Linked DNA regions of Macaca mulatta: region 1 is linked to region 2. A link is a contact called in public Hi-C data. All regions are on one chromosome and are shown on one strand. The core of a region is the stretch at or near the end of the contact, and the rest is flanking DNA. Distances in the headings are between cores, read along the strand shown. Region 1 holds the start of FICD (FIC domain protein adenylyltransferase). Region 2 holds the start of WSCD2 (WSC domain containing 2).

Region 1 (4,517 bases), core at 1,008-3,507, 390 kb after region 2:
AATGTTCATGACCTTTGTTGAAAAGATTAAAAATGAGAAGCCACCAAAATAATCACCACCCTGATTTTGTTCCTTAAAAACTATGGATCTTCTGGTCAGGCACGGTGGCTCAAGCCTGTAATTCCAGCACTTTGGGAGGCCAAGGCAGGCAGATCACTTGAGGTCAGGAGTTGAAGACCAGCCTGGCCAACATAACGAAACCACGTGTCTATTAAAATACAAAAAAATTAGCCGAGTGCAGTGGCACACGCCTGTAATCCCTGCTACTCAGGAGGCTGAGGCAGGAGAATCGCTTGAATCCAGAAGGTGGAGATTGCAGTGAGCCAAGATCACATCACACTCCAGCCTGGGTGACAGAGCAAGACTGTCTCAAAAAAAAAAAAAAAAAAAAAAATTAGCCTGTGTGTGCCTGTAGTCCCAGCTACCAGGGAGGCTGAGATGGGAGGATCACTTGAACCCAGGACATGGAGGTTGCAGTGAGCAAGATCACGCCACTGCACTCAAGCCTGGGCAACAGAGTGAGATCCTATTTCAAAAAAGATAGATATGTGATTGATAGATAGATAGATAGATAGATAGATAGATAGATAGATAGATAGATAGATACATACATACATACATACATATATACATACCTAGTTTGCTCTGTGCCAGATGTATAGAATCTCATTTCACCCTCACATAAAACCCTGTAAAGCGGTAATATCACATTGTGTGCAGTTTACAGAAAAGCCTAGACAGATGATCAACTAGATCAAGTCACTTGCTGAATGTGATTCAGTTTGCAAGTGGCAGAGCTGGGATTTGAACCCAGGGCTATGTGACTCCTAACAGTGACACCCACAACCACCACCTAGCCCTGCCTCCAAGAGCAGTACCTGTCACAGAGGAGGTCAGATCTTGAAGCATCAAGCCTTCTGCAAATCCTGAACTGGATGCCAAAAGCAAGGTAGGCCGTTTGTCCCCATTTTACAAGTGGGGAAAGTGAGGCTAGGAGTAACATGCCCACGGTGACACAGAGAGTAAATGGCAAAGTCTGAATTTGAGCTCAGGTCTCTCTGACTCCCCAGAATCTGAACTGCTGATTTCTAAATACTTAGTGTTTCTGGGGCACCTCCCTAGATGTTTAATTTCAGTATTTGTGGATTAAGATGGAGGTTTCCATTCTCTGCTTCAAGGAAAAAATTTCTCTATGGGAAGCCAAAAGAACTAGCCAGATCCTTCTGGAGAGGATACAAATTAAAAAGTCAGGGAGGACCGAGGGGGTGGCTCATGCCTGTAATCTTAGCGCTTTGGGAAGCCAAGGTGGAGGAAGAGCTTGAGGTCAAGAGTTTGAGACCAACCCTGGTGACATAGCCAGACCCTGTCTCTAAAGAAAATAAAAAATCAGAAATAGGTCGGGCGCGGTGCCTCACGCCTGTAATCCCAGCACTTTGGGAGGATGAGGCAGGCAAATCTTCTGAGGTCAGGAGTTCGAGACCAGCCTGGCCAACATGGTGAAACTCCGTCTCTACTAAAAATACAAAAATTAGCCGGGCGTGATGATGTGCGCCTGTAATCCCAGCTACTCGGGAGACTGAGGCAGGAGATCGCTTGAACCCCGGAGGCGGAGGTTGCAGTGGGCCGAGATCGCGCCACTTCCCTCCAGCCTGGGCAACAGAGTGACTCCGTCTCAAGAAAAAAAAAAAAGAAAAGAAAAGAAAAAGAAAACTCGCCGGGCGTGGTGGCACGCACTTGTAGTCCCAGCTACTTGGGAGGCTGAGGTGGGAGGATTGCTTGAGCCCAGGAGGTGGAGGCTGCAGTGAGCTGCAATTGCTCCACTGCACTCCAGCCTGGGCGACATAACGAGATCCTGTATTTTAAAAGAAAACAAAAGTTGTTTAAGTCAGGGAGGAAAAGACACAGAGAGGGAAAGAGAAAATTAGAAGGCGGCGGCAAATTCAGCAGCACGGGGTGGAGGCTAAGAACAGGGGCTGCGCAGTCAAGGAGGCTAACAGGGTGAAGGGGTGGAAAGCATCTGCTTCTTCATTTCACGCCAGGGAAAAATGAGGCACACGACAGCGGATCCGGGACGAGGAGACCCGAGGAAGGCACCGCCGTGGAACTTAGAATTTCCGGGCCAGCCACCTAGCGTGCCGCAAATCCCCACGCGCGTCGGGTTTCCAGCACCTGCTCCTCCCGTCTGTGGCCTAGGCTCCGCCCCTCCCGCTGCTTATTGGCTGCTACATGAACGGGACAAACGCAAGCGACAACCAATGGGAGTGGCCCACGGCGCGTCTTTCCCGGGGAAGCCGAGGCGGACGCGGGAACCCGGAAATGCGAGGGAAGGACAAGTGGAGAAAGCCAATCCGCCGAGACGAGGGCTGCGGGCGGTTCAATGGCGAGTCGCCGAGGGCGGGGCCAGAGGCCGGCGGAGAAGGAGGACCCGGGAGCCGGCGGCCTCGGAGCTGGGAGCGCGGGGAAGGCGGTTGGGGTTCTGACAGCCGCGCGCGGTGAGAAGGGGGCAAGCCCGAGGGGCTCGAGAGGACGGAGCCGGGAAGGGTGCGGCGGGGCCGCGAGCTCTGGGCGGGGTTCGGGAAGGGGAGGCTCTGCAGTCCTGGAGGGGACTTGGACCGGTCCCCTCTCCTCTCCCGGCCTCAGTTCTCCTTTTCTTGGGAAGTGTGGGGGAGAGATTCGCGCCTCCTGGAACGCATTCCTTCCCCGCACACACCCCTGGCACCGGCGAACTGCCCCTTGCCTGTACCGCCCCGTCCAGGAGCCTGTCCCCTCGGGAAGCCACCCCTGGACCCGCGCAGCACTCCAGGCGCACCCGTTAAAGCTCATCGCAAGCCATTTCTCATGTTCTGTGGCAAAGGGCCAGGCTCCACATAAGACTCCGAACCCCCGATCCATCAGTCATTCCCGGGTCAGTACCAGCCCAGAGCAGGTGCACAGGCCCTGCTTAGTAATAAGGTAGAAGTTGAGACCCGGGGACCGGGCTCAGAGGCCCTGGTGTTTCCTTCCGGATGCCTCTGTTTACCTCTTGTGGGCCTTCTGGAATTTAACTTATGCTCTCTGTGCCTTGGTTTCCCTTGTCTGTAAAATAGAGCTAGGGGTAGCTCTTCTTTCATAGGGTGGCATGAGGGTGAAATGAGGCAATGTGTGGCCAGTACACAGCTCAGCACCTAGCACACCATAGTTGCTTAATAAGTGCTTATTGTTAGCATAGTGTTTGCATACCTGGCCCCCCTCCACTTCCACTGCCAGCCCCAAGTACATACAAGCCCTGTTGTCACTGAGGCCAAGCACTGTGGCCCACAGCCTGAGTTCCTTTCGAGATGCTCGAACTGCTCCTCCTCCTGGTGGGGTCCCTTCTGGACAGGCCAGAAACGGAAGGCCAGAGAGGGGAAGGGCACTGTGGGAGCTGTGGCTGAATATCAAGGTGAGGGCAATAAATGAGGCCACCCAACAGTTGTGCTTATCAAAGATTGGGTGTCAGAAGTGCTGTGGCTGATCTGCATGTGTGCCTGTCAGTCATTTGTGTCCCAAATGTTTGACATATGTCCACAAATCCAGTGTCTGTAGTCAGAAGCCACAGGGATGTATGGAAAGGGGGAACACGTTAGAGCCGTGGGGTTCCTGAGTTCCAGGTCCTAAGGCTGTCACTTGCTCCCGGCGAGACTTTGGGCAAGGGACTTCACCTCTCTGAACCTCAGTTCCCTCACCTGGAGAGTGGGATGAAAACATCAGCTCAAGTTGAAGACTATGACCCATGGGAGGCCTTTGTTGCTTAGCACAGGGCCTGGATTACAGCAAGTGCTCAATAATTGTTGGACCACAGCAGTGTTATTTTCACAGTCACACTGCTCAGGAGGTGGCACCAGTCCTTCTAGGCTGGTCCCTCCTCTAGTGAGATCCACTCCTTGACTTGCCCCCACCCCGTCTCTCTAGTGAGCTAAAAGAGGAAGTCTCCAAACCCATCTTCCTGGCTGAAGTCACGCCGTGTCCTGAACGTGTCTATTTCTCCTGTGACTCTTGGCTCCTTGCAGATCCTGCTGTGTCTCAGCTGCCTGTGGACATGCGCAAAGGGCCCTCTCCTGAGTCCAGATGATGCTCATGCCGATGGCTTCAGTGATGGCGGTGACTGAACCGAAATGGGTCTCAGTCTGGGGCCGCTTCCTCTGGGTGACGCTGCTGAGCATGGTGCTGGGGTCCCTGCTGGCCCTGCTGCTGCCCCTGGGGGCTGTGGAAGAGCAGTGCTTGGCTGTGCTCAAAGGCTTCTACCTGCTCAGGAGCAAACTGGACAGGGCGCAGCATGCCGCCGCCAAGTGCAGCAGCCCATCCACGGAGCTCAGCATCACCTCCAGGGGCGTGACGCTGCTGGTGGCCAAGACCAAGGCCTCTCCAGGTAAGAGACTGGCTGTCTTCCTCAATGTTTGTTAACTAAGCAGACAGACATAGAATGTGTGCCATGTCCTGTGTGCAGGGCATCGGGGTATTGTGAACAAGTCAGCCCTGAGCTCCTAGTATAGACAAGG
Region 2 (4,841 bases), core at 831-3,330:
GAGAGACGATGAGGCTCCGCTCAGAAACCTGAAACACAAATCATGTCAGGGATACACAGGGGTGGAGCACAAGCCCTTAGCAAAAATTAGAGTGTGCTCAATGGTTAGGTCTAGAAAAAAGAGACTTCATCCCTTCTTAGCAAAATTGATTGCGTGTGTGTTTTAGACGAAAATTCTAAAACTTTACTGCTTATTCTTTTATAGCTAATCGTAATCTGCTAGTTTTGAAGGCCAGCAAGAGGGCTAAACAATGCTTGTGCAGAGGCCTGGCGACCTCAAGACAGGTAGGGAAAAAGAGGAAGAACAGAAGAGGAGGGATGTGATTGACAGGAAGCGTATGGAACAAATGTGGAGGGCTTACTATGTGCCGCTAGGAACACCCACTCACTTTAATCAATTTCATTCTCTTGTCAACATTAGAAGAAATCTTTAGTCCCATTTTACAGATTGGGCAACCAAGGCCAGAGAGGTTAAGTCATTTACCCCAGGACACACAGCTGATAATTATGGGGTTAGGATTGCAAGATGCAGCAAAATAAAATGAAGGACATCCAATTATATTTGGATTCCAAGTAAACAATGTAAAAAAATAGTGAAAGTATATCCCATGTAAAACTTCAGACTTATACTAAAAATTTAACTGGGCATCCTGTATTCTACCTGGCAACTGTTGCAGAGATTCAAATTCAGTTCTCTTTGTTATTTCCCAGACACCCCTTTACTATGGGACACATATAATACTGTAGAATATGTGATCAGTACCAGCAGATACTGGTTGAGTTCAGGCCTCAAGCTTCACATCTGCCATTTTGCTTGAAACCCTTTAATCCTTATATCACCTATCAAGTAGGTACTATCATTGTTCCCACTTTATAGACGAGGAAACTGAGGCTCCTCAAGATGAAATAACTTGATCACAGTGACACAACCAGAAAGTAATAGAGCCCATGCTTGAACCCAGATCTGTTTTGCTCAAGGATCGTCACTCAAAAAAGAAAATGGTTAAGATTTAACCCATGCACAGAAAAGCACTTGATATGTAAATGTACAGTTCAACGACATGTCACAAACACCTGTGGAGCCACCAACCAGATCAAGAAAGAAAAGATGTCCAGCTCCCATTAGGTGTCCTGCTCCGTCATGAGAAGGGCTCCTCTGCCAGAGCTTCTCTGGGAACTCTTTGACTGCGGGCATTACTGTTCCCATTTTACAGATGTGGACACAGAGGTTCAGAGAGGTGCTGTGACTTGCCCAAGGTCACAGAGCTTGGAAAGCAACAGACTCAGAGAGGGCAAGTGATCATGATCACCCAGAGGTCACACCGCTAAAACTTATCACCTGATAAAACTGCAAACTAAATACCAAAAACCAAAACTGCGCTTTATTGGGTGTTTACTATTTGCAAGGCACCGTGCTAAGCTACTTGGTCGACAACAGTAGCAGTTGCAGCAGCAGCAAGCACTCTGCCACTTGAGGTGCACACTCCCCATGTCAGGCAGCTTGGTACTTTGCGAAATCCGCTCAGTGAATTTTTCCAGCGACCCTATGGCTTGGGCTTGGGTCTCGAACCCATTTTACAGAAGAGGACACTGAGGCTGGAAGGCTGAGGCCCCTGCTGGATATGCTTAGCCGGCCTGGCACCGGGTATGCCCGGCTCCCCGGGAGGCTGCAGGAGGGCCAGGTGGCATTCAAGGAGTTAAGCGGTAGGCAGTGCTGTGGCTCCGTGCGAGGAGCGCGCCGGGCTGAGGCGCGCTGCTGGCGGCGGCGGCAGCGGCGCAGGGAGCTAGGGCTGGAGACGTGAAGTCCGGGGGAGCGAGCGAGGCAGCCGAGGAGGCAGGGGCGAGGCAGCCAGCGAGAGCCAGACGGCTGGAGCCTCGCGCCGAGCCGCAGCCAGTGTCCTGCGCGCACCGGGCCCAGGCATCTCCATCCCCTGGGCGGGTGCCCGCGCGGGGCCTCGTCGCGGTTCGGGGCATCGCAGTGCCGCCCGCCCGAGCGCCAGGCTCGTAGGAGCCCGGCTTTCACTTCCTCTCGCTTCCGCCCGCCTCCCTGGCTTGCCGGCTGGCGTCGCCACCGCCTCCTCGTCCCTGGCCACCGCTGTCGCCGCTGCTGCAATTCAAGGCGCACACTCTCCCACTTTCCCACTGGAGGTGCAGAGGATGCCCCTTGAGCCAGACCTGGAGAAATAGCCCCAGGGCCCGGCAGGAGGAGCCTTGGTAGCGAGAAAAGAAATCCAGGCTCCGCTTTCCTTGAAGGCACTGCAGCAGCTGGGAAGGCGCCCACAGAGCGGGCGCGCCAAGCGGGACGCGGGAGTCGCAGAGAGGGACCCCGGGTGCCTGCTGAGCTCCGCTGGCAGAGTTTACAAGTGACGGAGACCCTTCAGGTAAGGACTCAGGTGCCTGGCCCTGGGAAGAGGGTTCCAGGAGGGAGCGGGGCGCGGAGCTGGTGCGAAATGTGTTCTGTCCCCAGATCTGGGCTTCGCTTTCTAGACGCTTCCCCGCAGGTCGGGGGCTCGTTGTCCAGAGCCCGGCGAGTGAAGAACCCAGAGTGGTGACAGCCCAGCTCTGCGTAGATGACAAACTTTCTCTCTTCTGGCAGAGGGTGGGACATTCCGGCTCATCCAGGCATCTTTCCTCTGGGCATTCCTGTGCCCCCTACACGCATGCATTCAAGGGCTTCTCCCGCGGAGGTGGGCCAGCGGGGAGGCAGTGGGCCCCGTAAATTTGATTTATGAATCACCCTCTTTCTGGCCAGTGCAGAGTAACAAGGGAGAGGGAGCTAGTCATATTTCCAAGTTGGCTGTAGAAGATGTTTCTTGGGGGTGATACTCTGGTGAATGAGGCTGCCTGTCATCTGATGCCAACAGCCAGAGCTGCCCAGGCAATGGGCTTTGTGTAGGGTGCCTTGCAGATTTGCTTATGTCCATTCTGAGGTGTGCGTGTGCGTGTGCGTGTGTGTGTGTGTGTGTGTGTGTGTGTCTAAAGAGAGAGAGGGAACTAGAGACTAGGGGACCAACTCAGCCAAATCGCCTTCTTGCAAGCCCTTCCAGCAGCCCCAGGTATCTTCGAAAGAGCCAACTCACCTCCTTGGCAGAACCACTAGGAAGGGTGGAGGTCACTTCCTAATTCTTACAGCTTCAAAGGGGCTACTCCTTAGGTGAGCAAAAAAATAGGGGAAGTTTCCTGGGCTGCTCAATGAGACCATTCCTATTGGAGCCTGGGGAGGTGCAAACTTTTTGCAGAAAAGGGGCTGGAAGGGCCACATGGAGAGGGGCTCCTGGCATTCTCATCCTCACACTCCAGGCCCCTAGAGGCTCTGCTGAGCCCCGCACACAGCTCGTGAGTTTGGTTAGATGGTTTTTTTCTATTAGTAAAAAGCATGCTCCAAGGAGGTCACCTGGTCTCTGAGGATCATTTTGGAGCTGCCCCTGTGGTCATAGCCCCATAGATGGCATGGTGCTACCTACTTGGGCTTGGCATCTGCCTCTGAGGAGTAGCATTACTGTGTTTAAAAAAAAAACAGTTCTTGGGGTGTGACGTGGGATTCTGATCTCAGGCCAAGTTAGGAGCTGCACCCCTAGGCTGCCAAAACCCAAGAATTCCTCCAGGGCGTCAGAATCTGACGTTGATGTCCTGGAAAAAGCCCTGGGTCTGGGTCAGGAGGTTGAGCTTCAAGCTGGCTCTCATTTGCTGTGTGACTTTGGGCAAATCACTAGACCTCTCTGGGCTTCAGTTGCGGCTTCTCAAAAATGAAGAGATTTCATGTATCATCAGAGGTCCCAGTTCAGTTCAGACACTCTATGGCCCTGAGTGATTGTCACTGATGAGATTTTCATAATCCCAGGAGGGGATCTTAATTTAGAATTTAAGAAACCTAGGTCTCAGATCAGATCTGAGTTTGACCAGTCACTTCCCTCTCCACACTTCGGCTCCTCCACTGTAGGATGGGGAGCTCCCAGTTCCTACTTTAGAGAGCTGTTGAGAGGGCTAACTGAGATGGTGCCTGGAGGGTGCTGAGTGTAGAGTTTAGCAAAGAGTGAAGCTCCACGGTGCCAAGGCTACCTGCTTTCGGGTCTTGTGTGTGGGCATCTATCTGGATGCTGTTTTCCCCAGGGAGGCTGGCCCTGTCCCACCGAACACCAGGTGATCCTTGACTGCATGGCAGGGCCCTTGTTCTCTCCAGTCACCTGACACTGCAGTCCCCGCCCTCTCTCTGCTTTCTCATAAAATCTCTGCTGGACCAGCCACTCCTAGTGGGGAGCCCACGGTGGTCTGGGAGCTCTGGGTGCATCCAGCTGCTGCATCGCCAGGACATCAGGAGGTGGAGGTAGGCAGTCTCCATGGCTTCAACTTTGCAGCTCTCTAGGGACCAGGGCAGAGAAGTTCAGGATGTCTGCGTGTAGGGCACTCAGTCAGCTGATGCTTGAGAACTACCCCATGCTGGGCAGACAAGGCTACTGTTCTTGGCAGGACAAGTCACGCTGGGGAAAGAAGTGTCTTACAGCAGTGTGTGTGTACGTGTGTGTGTGTGTGCATGCGTATGCTCGCATGGGAGGATGCTGAAATTGTCAGGGAATTCAGTGGACTGGTCAGTGAGATTATTTTCTGCGTGGTTCTGAGGCTTGTGGGTTGCCCCAGGTGTATGCTGAAACCATCAGTGGGGAAGGCAGACCCCATCCCAGTGACATGGATTGAATTCATGGGGGACAGGAGCAATTCCACTGTGTGCTTGCTTAGTCTGTAGACTTGACTTTTAAGACTCTGAGAAAAACGAAAAATTTGCTTTCATGGTAGAGTAAGGTGTGTGTGTGGACACCTGTGTGAATGTGTGCATATGTGTGCATT

What was found. A called contact is a pair of places that touch in the nucleus more often than the background predicts.
Region 1: a contact with region 2 is called in a Hi-C map of fetal cortical plate, with 2.0 times the contacts expected there. The contact joins the promoter of FICD here to the promoter of WSCD2 in region 2. A contact is called at or near these places in 2 of 14 Hi-C or Micro-C datasets (fetal cortex germinal zone and fetal cortical plate).

What each region holds. Positions count from the first base shown.
Region 1 is chr11:115,643,724-115,648,240 of T2T-MMU8v2.0, forward strand. It overlaps FICD (FIC domain protein adenylyltransferase), which reads left to right and starts at 2,258. Exons shown (of 3, transcript XM_001095158.5): 1 at 2,258-2,492; 2 at 4,029-4,387. The coding sequence starts at 4,087. The region is part of intron 1 of LOC107001006 (a long non-coding RNA gene); the gene reads right to left.
Region 2 is chr11:115,258,583-115,263,423 of T2T-MMU8v2.0, forward strand. WSCD2 (WSC domain containing 2) reads left to right here and starts at 2,081. Exons shown (of 8, transcript XM_077954859.1): 1 at 2,081-2,380; 2 at 2,467-2,621.